Regions from separate parts of the Mus musculus genome. Here region 1 is linked to region 2. A link is a contact called in public HiChIP or PLAC-seq data. All regions are on one chromosome and are shown on one strand. The core of a region is the stretch at or near the end of the contact, and the rest is flanking DNA. Distances in the headings are between cores, read along the strand shown.

The links. HiChIP or PLAC-seq counts read pairs in DNA pulled down with a chosen protein or histone mark.
Region 1: a FOXA1 HiChIP or PLAC-seq map of pancreatic cancer cells shows a contact between it and region 2. The contact joins two enhancer-like sites.

What each region holds. Positions count from the first base shown.
Region 1 is chr17:47,448,566-47,455,081 of GRCm38.p6, reverse strand. The region is part of intron 2 of AI661453 (expressed sequence AI661453); the gene reads right to left. Among named protein-coding and RNA genes, the nearest start is that of AI661453, 15 kb to the right of the region's middle. Within about 2 kb of position 3,696, at least 72 of the 459 cell types and tissues checked have an H3K27ac peak or open chromatin away from gene starts, as enhancers often do. A contact at or near this core is called in pancreatic cancer cells, where this site is marked.
Region 2 is chr17:46,863,935-46,870,587 of GRCm38.p6, reverse strand. It overlaps a transcript of Bicral not described here. Among named protein-coding and RNA genes, the nearest start is that of Tbcc, 23 kb to the left of the region's middle. Within about 2 kb of position 3,552, at least 98 of the 459 cell types and tissues checked have an H3K27ac peak or open chromatin away from gene starts, as enhancers often do. A contact at or near this core is called in pancreatic cancer cells, where this site is marked.

The DNA.
Region 1 (6,516 bases), core at 2,447-4,946, 580 kb before region 2:
TGCGCTGCACTTACGGGGTGGCTGTCCACATCCCCAAGGGGTGGACCAGCCTGTGGGCATCATGCAGAAGGCACTCAGTGAGCGCCTGAGCCTTACAAGGCCATGCCCTTCCCTGCTATGGCAGGTGTCCTCCTTCAGTGTCTGGGGCGGAGCCCAGCCCGGCTCTGCCAGTCAGAATGTCATGTCATGAAACTGGGCCTCAGCACTTCCTCGTCTCCCCAGCCTGACAACACCAGGAAGCTGGGGCCATGGGCTATCTCACGGGGTCCATGGCTGGTGCCTCGGTTCAGAGGAAGACATGGGCAGTGAGCCAACTGCTCTGGCAAGGCTGATTCGGGGAGCCTGGAGGGGAGGGGTAAGACTCCAAGAACATTCAGGCTTATTTTCTTCCTTCTCTGTTTCTCCCTTTAAAAAGAAACGAAGAAACCAGAGGCCTCTGTAGCCCGGGCTGGTCTTTAACTCTGTATATAGTCAACACTGGCCCTGAACTGGTGATCCTCCTGCCTCTGCATCCCATCTGCCACATTATACGCACAAATCCCCATGCCAGCTACTTTCCTTTATGTTTGTGTGTGCACATACTACGGTGAACTTGCGGAGGAGGTCAGAGGGACAACCTGTGGGAATCATGTTTTCTTCCCACCGTATGGGCCTCAGGGATCATCAGATTTGGTGGCAAGTTCCTTTCCCTGTTGAGCCATCGTGCAGCCCCTCAGCTTCCTTTCTTAACAAGTGACTGTGTTTCATTTATAATTAAAAAAAAAAAAACCATCCAACATAGTTATGATTCTTAATTGTAGGGTGTTTGGTTCATACTCATGATCCATGGAGGGAGAGTGAAGCAGGAAGACCAGGCTGAGTCCCAGGTTAGCCTGGGCAACAGAATCAGGCTATCTTTAAAGACCAGTCTTTATAACTAGAGTAAAGCAGACATAGAGTAGCATTCAGGCCGGTGGCACACACCTGTAATTGCCACTTGGAAGGCAGCAACAGGGGGATTACTACAAGTTGGAAGGTAGCCTGGGCTACATATGGAGACCCCGTCTTGAGATAAAGCAAAACATAAAACAAAAACAAAATATGAGCTGGGTATAGTAGCAAAGCCCTCCCAGCACTTGGGAAGCAGAGGCAGGAGGATCAGTGAGTTCAAGGGCCAGCCTGGGCTACATGAAGTTCTGTTTCCAAACAACAAGCTAAGCAGCATCCCAAACAGTTATCACAAAGGCAGAGACAGTACCCCTCAAAGCTCAGTGGGTGCCCCTCCGGCCTCCCAGGACTTGGTGTTCTTGCCTGGACTCTATAAAGTGGGGTGGACCCCACCTACCTTGGGATGGTTGGACTACAGAGGCTGAGGCACGCCCACAGACCCTGAAAAGCAGGGCAGAGGAGGGAGGTGTTTGCTGTCAGGCTCGCCCTTGTGGGAGGCTGGAGAGGCCCATCAGTTAAGGGTTCTTCCAGAGGGCCTGGTTCATTTGCCAGCACTAGAAGGCTGTTACTACAGTTCCAGGGATCCAATGTCGTCTTCTGGCCTCTGTGGGCAGCACACACACACATAGCACAGAGACTTATATGCATTCAAAAACACTCACGCCACAAACTAAAATAAATAAACCTCAAAAACCCTCTGTGGGTTAGTCAGAGCCTGAATCTCCAGATGTTGTGCCCAGGGCATGGCCCCCTGACTCCTCTGTGCACATGTTTTGGGGAAAATGGGTGTTTCCCTATGGTCAGGGACAAGTCACCAGGAATCCTCTCCTGTCCCCTTTGCTATCACTTTAGGGTGGAAGGAAAGAGAAAGGAAAGGGGAGAGGAAAGAATGAGTAGAGGAAACAGCAAGCTAGCCACCTCTCCCCGCCTCGAGTTTTGCCCAATAGAGTCTGCTGCTCACCCCTGCTACGAGAGAGCTCCACACTCCATCCCACCCCACTGACCTCCTCTTGCCCTGGTATACACATCCTCGTGCCTGGGATTCCTGAGTCCAGCCAAGCCCCAAGGGTAGATCCCCAGAGGTTGGGCCAGCAGGTAAATGCATGGCTGACCTTGGTGTTGGAGCCTGAAAGCCTTCCTCACCAGCCTCCTCCTGAGCCTATCTGTGCCCTGGACCGGGAGGTGGCATATGGAGCTCTGAGGGGGATGGGGGAGGGAGCAGACCCTGCTCCAGAGTAACAGCCAGGCCGGCTTGGGTCCTCCCTCACGCCCAGCCAGAGTGGGAGTCACAGAAGAGTTTTACAGGCATCAAGGTGCTCAACAGAGTGAGGGCCAGCTGGCTGCCACTGGTTTGTGGGGGGCAATGTAGGGGTGTGGGCAGAAGAACACTGCAAGCCCAAGACAGGACATGACTTAGACCCAAGACCAGCCATGGCCTCCATAGCATCTAAGATCTCTGAATCAGACAGATGGGCGGGTGATTTCAGCTATCAGCTCAGTTGGGCTGGGGATAGCTTCCTCAGTAGACTACTTGGTAGAGAGTTACGTGTGTGGTAACACAGAAAGCCCCCAGTTCAGCTGAGGGTGTCCTCAGTTGTCAGAATGTTTGGGGTGCTTACTCAGCACTCAGAAAGCCCTGGGTTCAATTCCCAGCACCCAGTAAATCAGGCAATGGTAGCGCATGCCTGTAATTCCAGCATTCCAGAGTAGAGACAGAAAGATCTGGAGTTCAGGGTGTGCTGGCCAGATGGCTCAGTAGGTAAAGATTCTTGCCAGAAAGCCTGATGAGCTGAGCTAGGTCTCCAGGACACACAGAGCAATGCATAGGAGAGGACACATATACACTAAATAAATGACTGTAATTATATATGTGTGTGTTTATGTATATGGTTATGCTTATTGGCTAACACTTTTAATTTCAGCACTGAGAAGCAGAGACAGAAGGATCTCTGAGGTGGATGCCTGTCTGGTCTACACAGAGAGTTCAGGCCAGCCAGGGTGACATAATAAGGGTTTGCTGAAGATAGAATTTTTAATTACTGATTAAAAGTTTAGGATGCTCACTGGTGACATAAGGAAATCAAGGCTAGCCTGGGATGCATGAATCCTTGTCTAAAAAACAAACAAACAAACAAAGCTCTCAGCTGCTTCCCACATCCTCGTCCTTGCTTGGCTTCCTGGAGTCAGAGCTGTAGGGGCCTGGCTGCTGCTGGGCCTCTGCCCCAGGTCTCAGCTCTAGCCCTCCCTCCAGGACAAGCAGTAAGCAGAGCCAAAGGAGCAGGTCCCTGACGACCCTCCATACAGTGTCTTCCAGAGCTGATTCCACTTTTAACAAATCTTCCTGGTCAACCCTCCTGAGGCAGCCAGGTCAGGACAGGGGCTAGCCAAGAGGCAGCTGTTTATAGGTGGGGATGAGGGTGTCGCTGGCTTTGAGGAACTCTTGTGAATGAAGGGGTCAGGAGGGTGGGAGGGCGGTAAGACCTCCAACTTGATGCTCACTGCGCTCACTGCTAGCTCTGCCACCTCAGACTCTATAGCCTTTCCATTCAACATCACCTACAAGATCAGTGAGACTCAGCCTGCCTTGTCTCCCTCTTGAGTTTAGGAATGTGTTCCCGAGCCAGCTGTCTGGGTGGGCTCCACGGCGAGTTGAGGGCTCCCAGGCAATCAGGGACTTAGAGGGAGTGGGCCCAGAGGAGACACGTAGGTCTCTCCTGCAGCTCAGGGATTTCCTCCCCTTGGCAGGACCAGGCCTGTGTGACTCAGAGGGCAGGGCAACCCTGGGAGCTCTCACCGCCCTGGGCACTCCAAGACCTGTCCAGCCAGTTTGCCCATAGTTACCACACGGACATTTAATTTCAAATTTCTCATGAGCATCAGCCCGGGGATGGCAGGATCAGATGGGGTGCAGAGAAGAGGTCACCCGGGACAATCAGCTACTGCTCAGGGTTTAGCGTAGGGCAGGCTCAGCCTTGAGTTCTGGGCTCCATTTTCCCTAGGAAGTAGGGGAGAGGTTGCTCTTCCTGAGGCCTGTGGCCAAGACCCAGCTCCAAGGTCTGCCGCTCCTTTTGTTTTGAGACTGGATCTCTCCAAGTAGCCATGGCTGTCCTGAAACTCACCAAGATCCTCCTGCTTCTGCCTCAGGCACTGAGATTAAAGGTGTGTGCCACCAAACCCGCCTCTGCTGCTCTAGAGGGCAAGCCTGCTCTAGTCCAGAGCAAGCCTGCTCTTTCGTGGATCCAGCATTTTTTATTATCATCATTATTCTTATTACTATTATTATTATTTTGTCACTAATCTTATTGCATTTATTTATTTTTGTGTACAAGTATGCACATGTGCACAGGTCATGTATGTGCAGGTCAGAGGATGATCCTCAAATGTCACCTCTCTCCTTCTACCTTTCGGGTCCTGGCGATTGGATTTGGGTCATGGGGCTGGGCGGCAAGAGCCTTTATCTACCAGGTTCTTTCACAGGTCCAGGTCTCTGTGTTCTTATCCCCACCCCACAACAGAGAGTGAACCCAGTTTACGGTGCATGTGAGGAGGAGAGTGCTCTGTTACTGGGCCACGCCCCAGCTCTTGTTTATCCTTATTTAGTAACATGGCCCTGTACCATAGCGGCATCCCCAGCTCTCCTCATCTGGGATCTCAGGCATGCACCACCATGCGGCAGTACATTCCCTCTTGATGACAGCTGAGGTCCTCCCACTTCTGCTGTGTGGTAGCTCTAAACCTACCCCTCCCCCACACCCCAGATCAGTGAGGTGGGTGGGCCTGGTGGCCAGAAAGCAACCCTCCTCCAGGAAGAATCCGGATCTGTGTGTGAGGCATGTGTAAGAGCTTGCCATGCCCCCTCCCGTGCCCGTATAGTCACTTAGCACAGAAACTCACAGCTGGGGACACCCTAGGGGACGATTCACAGTAGTAAGCCCTACCAAAGGTTAAAGAAATCAGAGGCCTGGAAGAGAACAAGGGTCTGGTCCTCTGTAACTCCACAACCCAAGGTAGAGCGGGGACTGGGAACAGGGATCTGATGACCAAGGACCCCAAAGGTCTGTTTCATGGTTGGCCTTTGGTTATGGAGACTCGAGAAAGTATTTCTTAGAGTAAGGCACCTGAGGACAACCCTCTTTTTGAACCTGTCCCCTGGCTGGCTCTTAAAAGATGAGAGGACATTCAGAAGACACCCAGGCAGGGCTCAAAGACCCTGGCTGGGCCTGCCTCATCTGTTTGCCAGGGTGATGCTGCTTGGTGGCTTCCCTTGCTCACCTCCAGGCCTGGGAGGTGCTCTCTGCAGGTGGGAGGGTAAGAAAGGACTGAGTGAGGCCCTTAGAGGTTTAATACCACACCAGGCAGAAGGGGCAAGGCTCAGGTACTGGCCCAGAGACCCTCCCACCCTGACATGGGACTGGGGTTCTGAACAAGTGAGCCCACACTCGCACCTGGGGCACTGGAAGAAAGCCCAGAGCCTATGGAAGGGGCCCCAAGATCAGATAGGAAAAAATGAGCTACTCAACTGACCTTCACCCAGAGCAGGTGGTGAGCGAGGCTGGAAGCTACTCCAGCCCTGTAACCTGAAGCAAGATCAGAGCAGCAATTAGGCCAAAGGGTCTGAATTTGGTGGATCCTGAGAGTCCTCAGCTAAAACTCCTCACACCCTTGAAACCATTTCATTAGGGCCTCGAAGATTCCAAGATCCAGAAGGCGACACAGGACGAGGGTGGCGAGCACCAGGCCAGGGAGGTGGGAGTAATTCTGTCAAGGGCCCTGGAAGGGGAAGACAAAGCTGCCAGGTGGGGCATGGAGGGAAGGTTAGGGCAGCCTGAGGGGCATTTGGACCTGGGACTTGGCCTCTGGGAGCGTGGGTCTGGGCTCTGCAGGACAATATGCAAATCATTTCCGGTCTCAGGGCTAGAGCCTCGGGCTGTGAAGTGGGGGTTTTTGGCATGCGTTAGGGAGGGGATGGCTCTCTCTGTTCAGGGATATATGCTCTTTGGAACTCCTGTGTTAGCTGTGCTCTCAGGGAGGGTGGGGCCAGGCAGGCAGCTCTACCTTAGCCAGCACTGAAGGAATGTGGTAAACGTCCCTCCTGGGTTCAGTTCTGGCTCTGTACAACACACTCCCATGGACCCAATGGGTTTCGGTTATTAGTTTGACATGTCAGTCCTCTCTCATTCTGCATAGTGGGGACTTCCTGGTTTGTGCAGAAAGAATGTTCCCAAGGGATGTCCTCAAGAGGCCCAGTACTCCAGGCCGGAGCAGTCCTAAAAGCCTTGACTTAGCCTGAATCTTCCATAGACTTCCTGAGGTTCTGCCCAGATTGGGGTGGGGGCAGTGGGGGCAGCAGTAAAGGCCCAGAATAGGTGGGTGGGGAGAAGATGTAAGAGACTGGAGGGGGCCTCACTGACCCTGGGGGAGGGGCCAGGACATTAGGAGCTAGTCATTATTCATTAACCAGTTCAGGGACAGGTGTGGCAGCTCCTATACCACCATCTCCAGAATTCGCTATGAGGCAGTGAGGGGAGCCTGGAATTCACTTCTAGATATAGGATGCTAACTTCAGTTGATCATCACCTTGGCCACAGG
Region 2 (6,653 bases), core at 2,303-4,802:
CATATTTGTGACATTTTGGCAAGCTAGAAACCTGAGAAGATGCTTTCTGGTTGGTTTTGTGTGTGGTTTTACTCTTTAGGGGGAGAATTTACACCTTGGTGAAACTGTGCTTAACTGGCTAGAGAGATGGCTCAGTGCTGCCCCTGCAGAGGACCCAGGTTCAGTTCCCATCAGTACACGGCAGCTCATGATGTCTGTAACTCCAACCCTACCATGTCCAACTTCCTCTTCTGGCCTCCACAGACAGCAGGCATGCACACTGTGCACTAACATACAGAAAAAACACCCATACGGCTGGGTGGCAGAGGCAGGTGAATTTCTGAGTTCGAGGCCAGCCTGGTCTACAGAGTGAGTTCCAGGACAGCCAGGGCTACACAGAGAAACCCTGTCTTGAAAAAAAACAAATCAACCAACCAAACAAACAAACAAAAAAAAAAAACCAAACACCTGTACGCATACAAATCAATAATTTAAAAAAAAATTGCTATTGGGGGTCAGAGAGATGGTTCAGCAGGTAAGAGCAATGGCTGCTCTTCCAGAGGTCCTGATTTCAGTTTCCAGCAACCACATGGTGGCTCACAACCATCTGTAATGAGATCTGATGCCCTCTTCTGGAGTGTCTGAGGACAGCTGCAGTGTATTCATATACATTTAATTAATTAATTAATTAATAAAACTGCTGTTAACTTTGGGGTTAAAACTAACATAATTCCCAAACAGTTGGGGAATTCTCTATATGCTGTGAACTGTAACAAAAAAATGAACTCATACACACACACACACACACACACACACATACACACACACACACACACACACGTCTTACAAGTGGAAACAGTTAAAGAATCCTCCTGCAGAGTCTCCCTTTGTTAGTTGTCAATAGTGTGTAAGGGCCAGGGGCTGTGCACACTTGGTTGTGGGGCAGGCAGGTCCTGGGGAGCTGTGTGGACAGGTGTAGCAGATTACTGCCATAGGCCGTAGATGCGTGCAGAAAGTCATTTGCTGATTTTCATCTTTGTGTTTGTTTGTTTTGTTGTTGTTTGTTTTGTTTTTCAAGACAGGGTTTCTCTGTGTAGCCCTGGCTGTTCTGGAACTTGCTTTGTAGACCAGGCTGTACTCACATTCAGAGATCCGCCCGTCTCTGCCTCAGAGTGCTGGGGTTAAAGGCGTGTGCCACCACCCCTGGCTGGCCTGGGGATGTTTTTGCTTGAGATAAAATCTCTTGTAGCCCAGGTTGTATCTGAGATTAGCCTGGGAATGCCTTCCTTTCCTTCCCAAGTAGTGGGATTCTGCCCCGCCTGAGCCTCAGTTACTAATCTCCAGCAATGTTTCCCAAATGAGAGTCACCGCTGTCGGTGGCTTGTGAACTCTCTGACCGGCATCTAACAGGCTCTGTAAAAATGAGACACCACAGAGTGAACTGTGTCCAGTTCTCTTCTGAAACTCATCGTCGCTGTGCATGACGCCGAAGGCCTGACTAGTCTTCCTCCCGAATGTCAGAATGAAAGGGAATTCAAGGTGTGTCTCACCACACCCTGGCTCAGATTCATTCTTTCTTTTCTTTCTTTCTTTCTTTCTTTCTTTCTTTCTTTCTTTCTTTCTTTCTTTCTTTCTTTCTTTCTTCCTTTCTTCCTTTCTTCCTTTCTTCCTTTCTTCCTTTCTTCCTTTCTTCCTTTCTTTCTTCCTTTCTTACCTCTTTTTTGTTTGTTTGTTTGTTTGTTTGTTTTTTGGGGTCTTTTTGTTTTTGTTTTTTGTTTTTTTCGAGATTCGAGACAGGGTTTCCCTTTGTAGCCCTGGCTGTCCTGGAACTCACTCTGTAGACCAGGCTAGCCTCGCTCGAACTCAGAAATCTGCCTCCCAGGTGCTGGGATTAAAGGTGTGTGCCACCACCGCCCTGCTCAGATGTTCTTTCAAATCTTGGAGGCTTTTTTTTTTTTTTTTAGAAAAATCTTCCTTTCTGTTGTGTTCTGGTGTGAAATATAAGTCTTGAGACAGAGAGTCTCAGTCAGAGGTGTTTGAAAGCTACTGGTGAGGGGACTGAAGACAAAGTGGAATTTTGATTCTGGTAGATCGCCTCAGAATAAAGACGAAGGAAGAGGATCTATGCAAATCATTTGTTGTCCTGGGGCAGGGAGTCTCCTAGGAGAGTCGTGCTGAGGGGTGGCTCTGCAGGGAGAGGCGCCTGCTCCCAGGCCTGAGGACCTGGGTTTGAGCCCAGGGTCTCATGTGGTCGTAGTGGAGAACTGACTTCCAAAGGTTGTCCTCTGACCTCCACACACACGTCCCCTGCAAAACACAGAATAGATAAAATGTAATTGATGATGATGGTGATGGTGGTGGTGGTGGTGGTGATGACGCCGACGCTGACTGTATCCAGGGAAGCTGGAAAAGACAATGAACAGTTGGTACCTGGGCTGGGGATGTCACTAGCTCAGTGGTAGATAATCTGTTTAGCCTTCATGAGTGGGTTCGACCTGTAATACTCAAGTAAAGTAAGAAAGTATGATTCAAGCCTTGGTCCTTCCCAGGAATGTCCTCCACCTATGGGTTCCCGCAAGGCAATCTGGTTTTTTTTACTGTCGTTTGTTCTTTGTTTTGAGTTTTTTTTTTTCCCCTGTCACTATTTTGATACACTCTCATGTAGCCCAGGCTAGCCTGAAGTGCACTGTGTTGTTATGGGTAATCTTGAACTCCTGTTCCTCTTGGCTCCGCCTCCCAGATTGCTACGATGACAGAGCTGAGCCGCCATGCTCAGTGGAGGGAGAGCTAGGGATTGTACATGCTAGGCAAGAACTCTAAGTGAGCCATGCCCATGGCCCGGTTTTCAATTATGTGTAGGCCTGTGTGTCTCTATGTGGGTATATATGCAAACGAGTGCAGGCGAGGAGGAGGTTAGAGGTGTCAGATCCCCTGGAGCTGGAACTGAGCTCTGGTCCCCTACCCCGGCAAGTGCTCTGACAGAGCCCAGGCTGACCCAAGGCTTTCCAGATAGTTAAAGATGAGATTACAGGCAAGAGCCTAAGCCCCTGGCCTTAGGTTTAGGAATCTGTATCTTAATTCATTACGGAGTGCCAGAGGTTGAGGCACTAGCATGTGCCTGTTCTGAGCTGTTCACCCACGGGGGCGGGGGGGGGGGCAGGGGGGGTTGTGTTGTTAGAGCAACTCCCCAGTCAGTGAGGTGCAGATGGTGATGGGACACATTCCACTTTGAGATTTAGAGAGGTGCCTCTAAATCTAGGCAGGAGATTGACCGGGGGTGGGGTGGGGGTGGGGGCAAGCAAGAGATGAAGCCTGATGTCTGTGGAGAAGAAGGCCTGGCTTTTAGGGGAGGCTTGTGGGTGGGTTCTGTGCTTTGAAGGAAAGAATGAAGAAGAACTCTACAGTGTCCAGGGTGTGGCTGAGGGGAAAGGTTTGAGTCACAAATATGGAGACTAGAACGGTTAGAAGAAATGGTCACGTGCCTCTCCATGCGCCCTGCTTTCAGTGGGTAAGATGGACTCCTAAGGCCTCATGCCAGGCCCTCGTGAGCTGTTCCTCCCGAGCACCCGTGCCCTCTGCTCTGACTGTCAGTTTCTGAACAATGTCCTGGTTGTGTTAGATATGACTCACAAGGAGCTGACACATGTACCCAACTGGTATTTGGCTGCTGTGATTCATCCCGAGTGACGTGCATTTGAACATGGTGAGAGTATACGTACCTTTGCCCACGGTGTCCTCCACTGACACCTCGGTAACTCCTCACCGTTCCAGTAACCGTGCAGCTTTTTACCATGTGGCCCTGGATGTTAGTCCCGCAGTGTCCCTTCTCCTTGGTTTCTCTCTTTCTCTCTCTCACTCTTTAAAAATTAGATATTTTCTTTATTTGCATTTCAAATGTTATCCCCTTTCCTAGTTTCCCCTCTGAAAATCTCCTATACACCCTCCTCCTACTCCTGCTTCCTGACCCTGGCGTTTGCTTATACTGGGGCATAGAACCTTCACAGGACCAAGGGCCTCTCCTCCCATTGATGACTGACTAGGCTATCCTCTGCTACATATGCAGCTGGAGCAGTGAGTCCCACCATGTGTTTTCTTTGATTGGAGGTTTAGTCCCAGGGAGATCTGGGGGTACTGATTAGTTCATATTGTTGTTCCTCCTATGGGGCTGCAAACCCCTTCAGCAACTTGGGTACTTCCTCTACCTCCTTCATTGGGGACCCTGTGCTCAGTCCAAATGGATGGCTGTGAGCATCCACTTCTGTATTTGTCAGGCACTGGCAGAGCCGCAGGAGGCAGCTATATCAGGCTCCTGTTGGCATCTGCAATAGTGTCTGGGTTTGGTGGTTATTTATGGGATGGATGCCCAGGTTTCTCTCTTTTTTACTTCATGTGTGTGTGTGTGTGTGTATGTGTGTGTGTGTGTGTGTGTGCGCGCGCGCATGTATGTGCACACCTGTGTGCACATGCCTGTGGAGGCCAGGAGACAACCTGGGGTGTCATTTGTCAGAGGTGACCAACCTTGTTTTGGAGACAGCCTTTCTCCTGGCCTGGAACTCATCAAATAAGCCCACCTAGCTGACCTCTGTGTCTGCCTCCCTAGCACTGGGGCTACAAGCTCATGCTATCAGCACCTGGCTTTTTAACATGGGTCCTGGGGCTCAAACCCGGGTCCTCATGCTTGTGCATGGGAGGTCTTTCCTGACTAGGTCTTTACTGACTGAGCCACCTCCCAGCCTTCCTTAGTGTTCTTAGAGTGTTGAGAATACATCTTAGAGGCCTGCTTAATACCTTCTCACCCTCTCCCTCCCCCCTCCCCCTCCCCCTCTCCCTCCCTCTCCCCCTCCCTCTCTTTTCCTCTCTCTCTAATAAGTGACCATTAGATTGACCCCTTCTTCAGATGTTTCAATTCTGTATTGTTAATTTGTGTTTTCTTATTTGTTCTGTTTTGAGACAGGGTTTTCACTATGTAGCCCTCGCTGGCCTGGAACTTGCTAAGTAGACCAGGCTGGTCCAGGATCTTCCTGCCTTAGACACCCAAGTGCTGAGCTGAAAGGTGTATGCTACCATGTCTGGCTAGCGTAGTACTGTATTGTTTTTTTGTTTTTGTTTTTCCATTTTCTATGTCTGAGTGTTTTCTGTACATGTGTCTGTATATCAGATGTGTGCCCAGTGCCTGTGGAGGCCAGAGGAGGGTAGGGTGTCAGGTCCTCCAGAGCTAGAGTTCAGGGCAGGTGAGCTGCCATGTTGATTCTGAGAAAGGAACCTAGGTCCTTGGGAACTATGGCCTCTGAGCCATCTCTCCAGCCCCTTGTTTTAGTTTTTGAGCTAAGGGTCTTGCAGTGGGCCCTGGCTTGTCTCGGGCTTGCAGCAGCCCTCCTACCTCTGCCTCTAGGATTGCAGGAGCGCTCCCAAACTCATTTTCATCAGCACTTACTAAGTTCATTTTCAGGAGGGTGCAATAATGGAGCAAGCCCCTTGGCATGGACCTCCCTTGGGAGATTTGACTTCCTGTGTAGCCCAGGCTGTCCTAGAACTCACCAGATAGCTGACCTCACTATATGGCTTTTTTGCCTTTAGCTCCTTATCTCCCAAGTGCAAGGATTTCACCTGTGCACCACCAAGCCTGGCTGAAACTGATTTCTCTCCCCGCTGCTTCAAAATACCAGTCTACTGCCTGAGTGATCACGTGACTGGCTTCTTACACACCCACACCGTGCACCATCCCCCGTCCTTTTGGGTGCATAAGACAGGTAGGGCACTGGGGGCCCTGAGCACAGGGAGGTGTCCCAGCCTAGCCCCCTAGCTGTCTTCCCGCTAGAGTGATACCTCCTAACCCAGTGGCTGTCCTCCCCCTCATGTTCTCTGTGGGGAAACAGGCTGGGTGTGTGAGACTGGCGGCCAGTGGGAGTGCTGGCTGCCTTTGAAAACAAACATCTCTGATGTGTTGTATCAACTCCTTGTCTTGGGACTAGAAGCTCGATAGGACTTCAGAGTCTTTAAAAAGCCTGTCAAGGAAAATGACCAGCTTGAAAACCATGTCCTGACTTTAATAGCATGGGCATCTAGAGAGGCGTCTTAGAGTGTTCGTAGTCACTCGTCGTTTAAACCAAGTAACAGCATAGACGCGATAGTGAGAATACCGGCAGCATTCCAATATGTTGCTCTCTAGCACTTTGAAGCCAATTTCAGACCTTTTTTTAGCGGGGGGAGGAGAGGTCTGGGAATTAGACCCTGGACCCCCAGCTTGCGGAGTGGGTAGCCTGTCATTTAGCCACACCACAAGACTTCCCCTATATAGTTGTCTTTTTCATTCATTTAATTATCCGGTCACTTATTAATTTATTGAAATAAGGTCTCACTGTATTACTGTTGGCCACCAACTTGTAAGCCCCTTGCCTCACTCAGCCCCCTGGGCACTGGAATAACAGGTGTGCACATCCAAACTTGGGGCCATGTTTCTATGCAGACCCCTGGCCGGCTTGGAACTCTCTGTGTAGATCAGCCTAGCCTTGAATTCAAAGAGATCCGCCTGCCTCTGCTTCCTGAGTACTAGGATTAAAGACCTGTACCACTATGCTCATTCGCCACCCCCCCCCCATTTTTAAAATTTATTTTAATTTTCTTTGTGTGTTTGTGAATGTGTATTTCTGTGTGGGTGTCTGTGGAGACCAGAA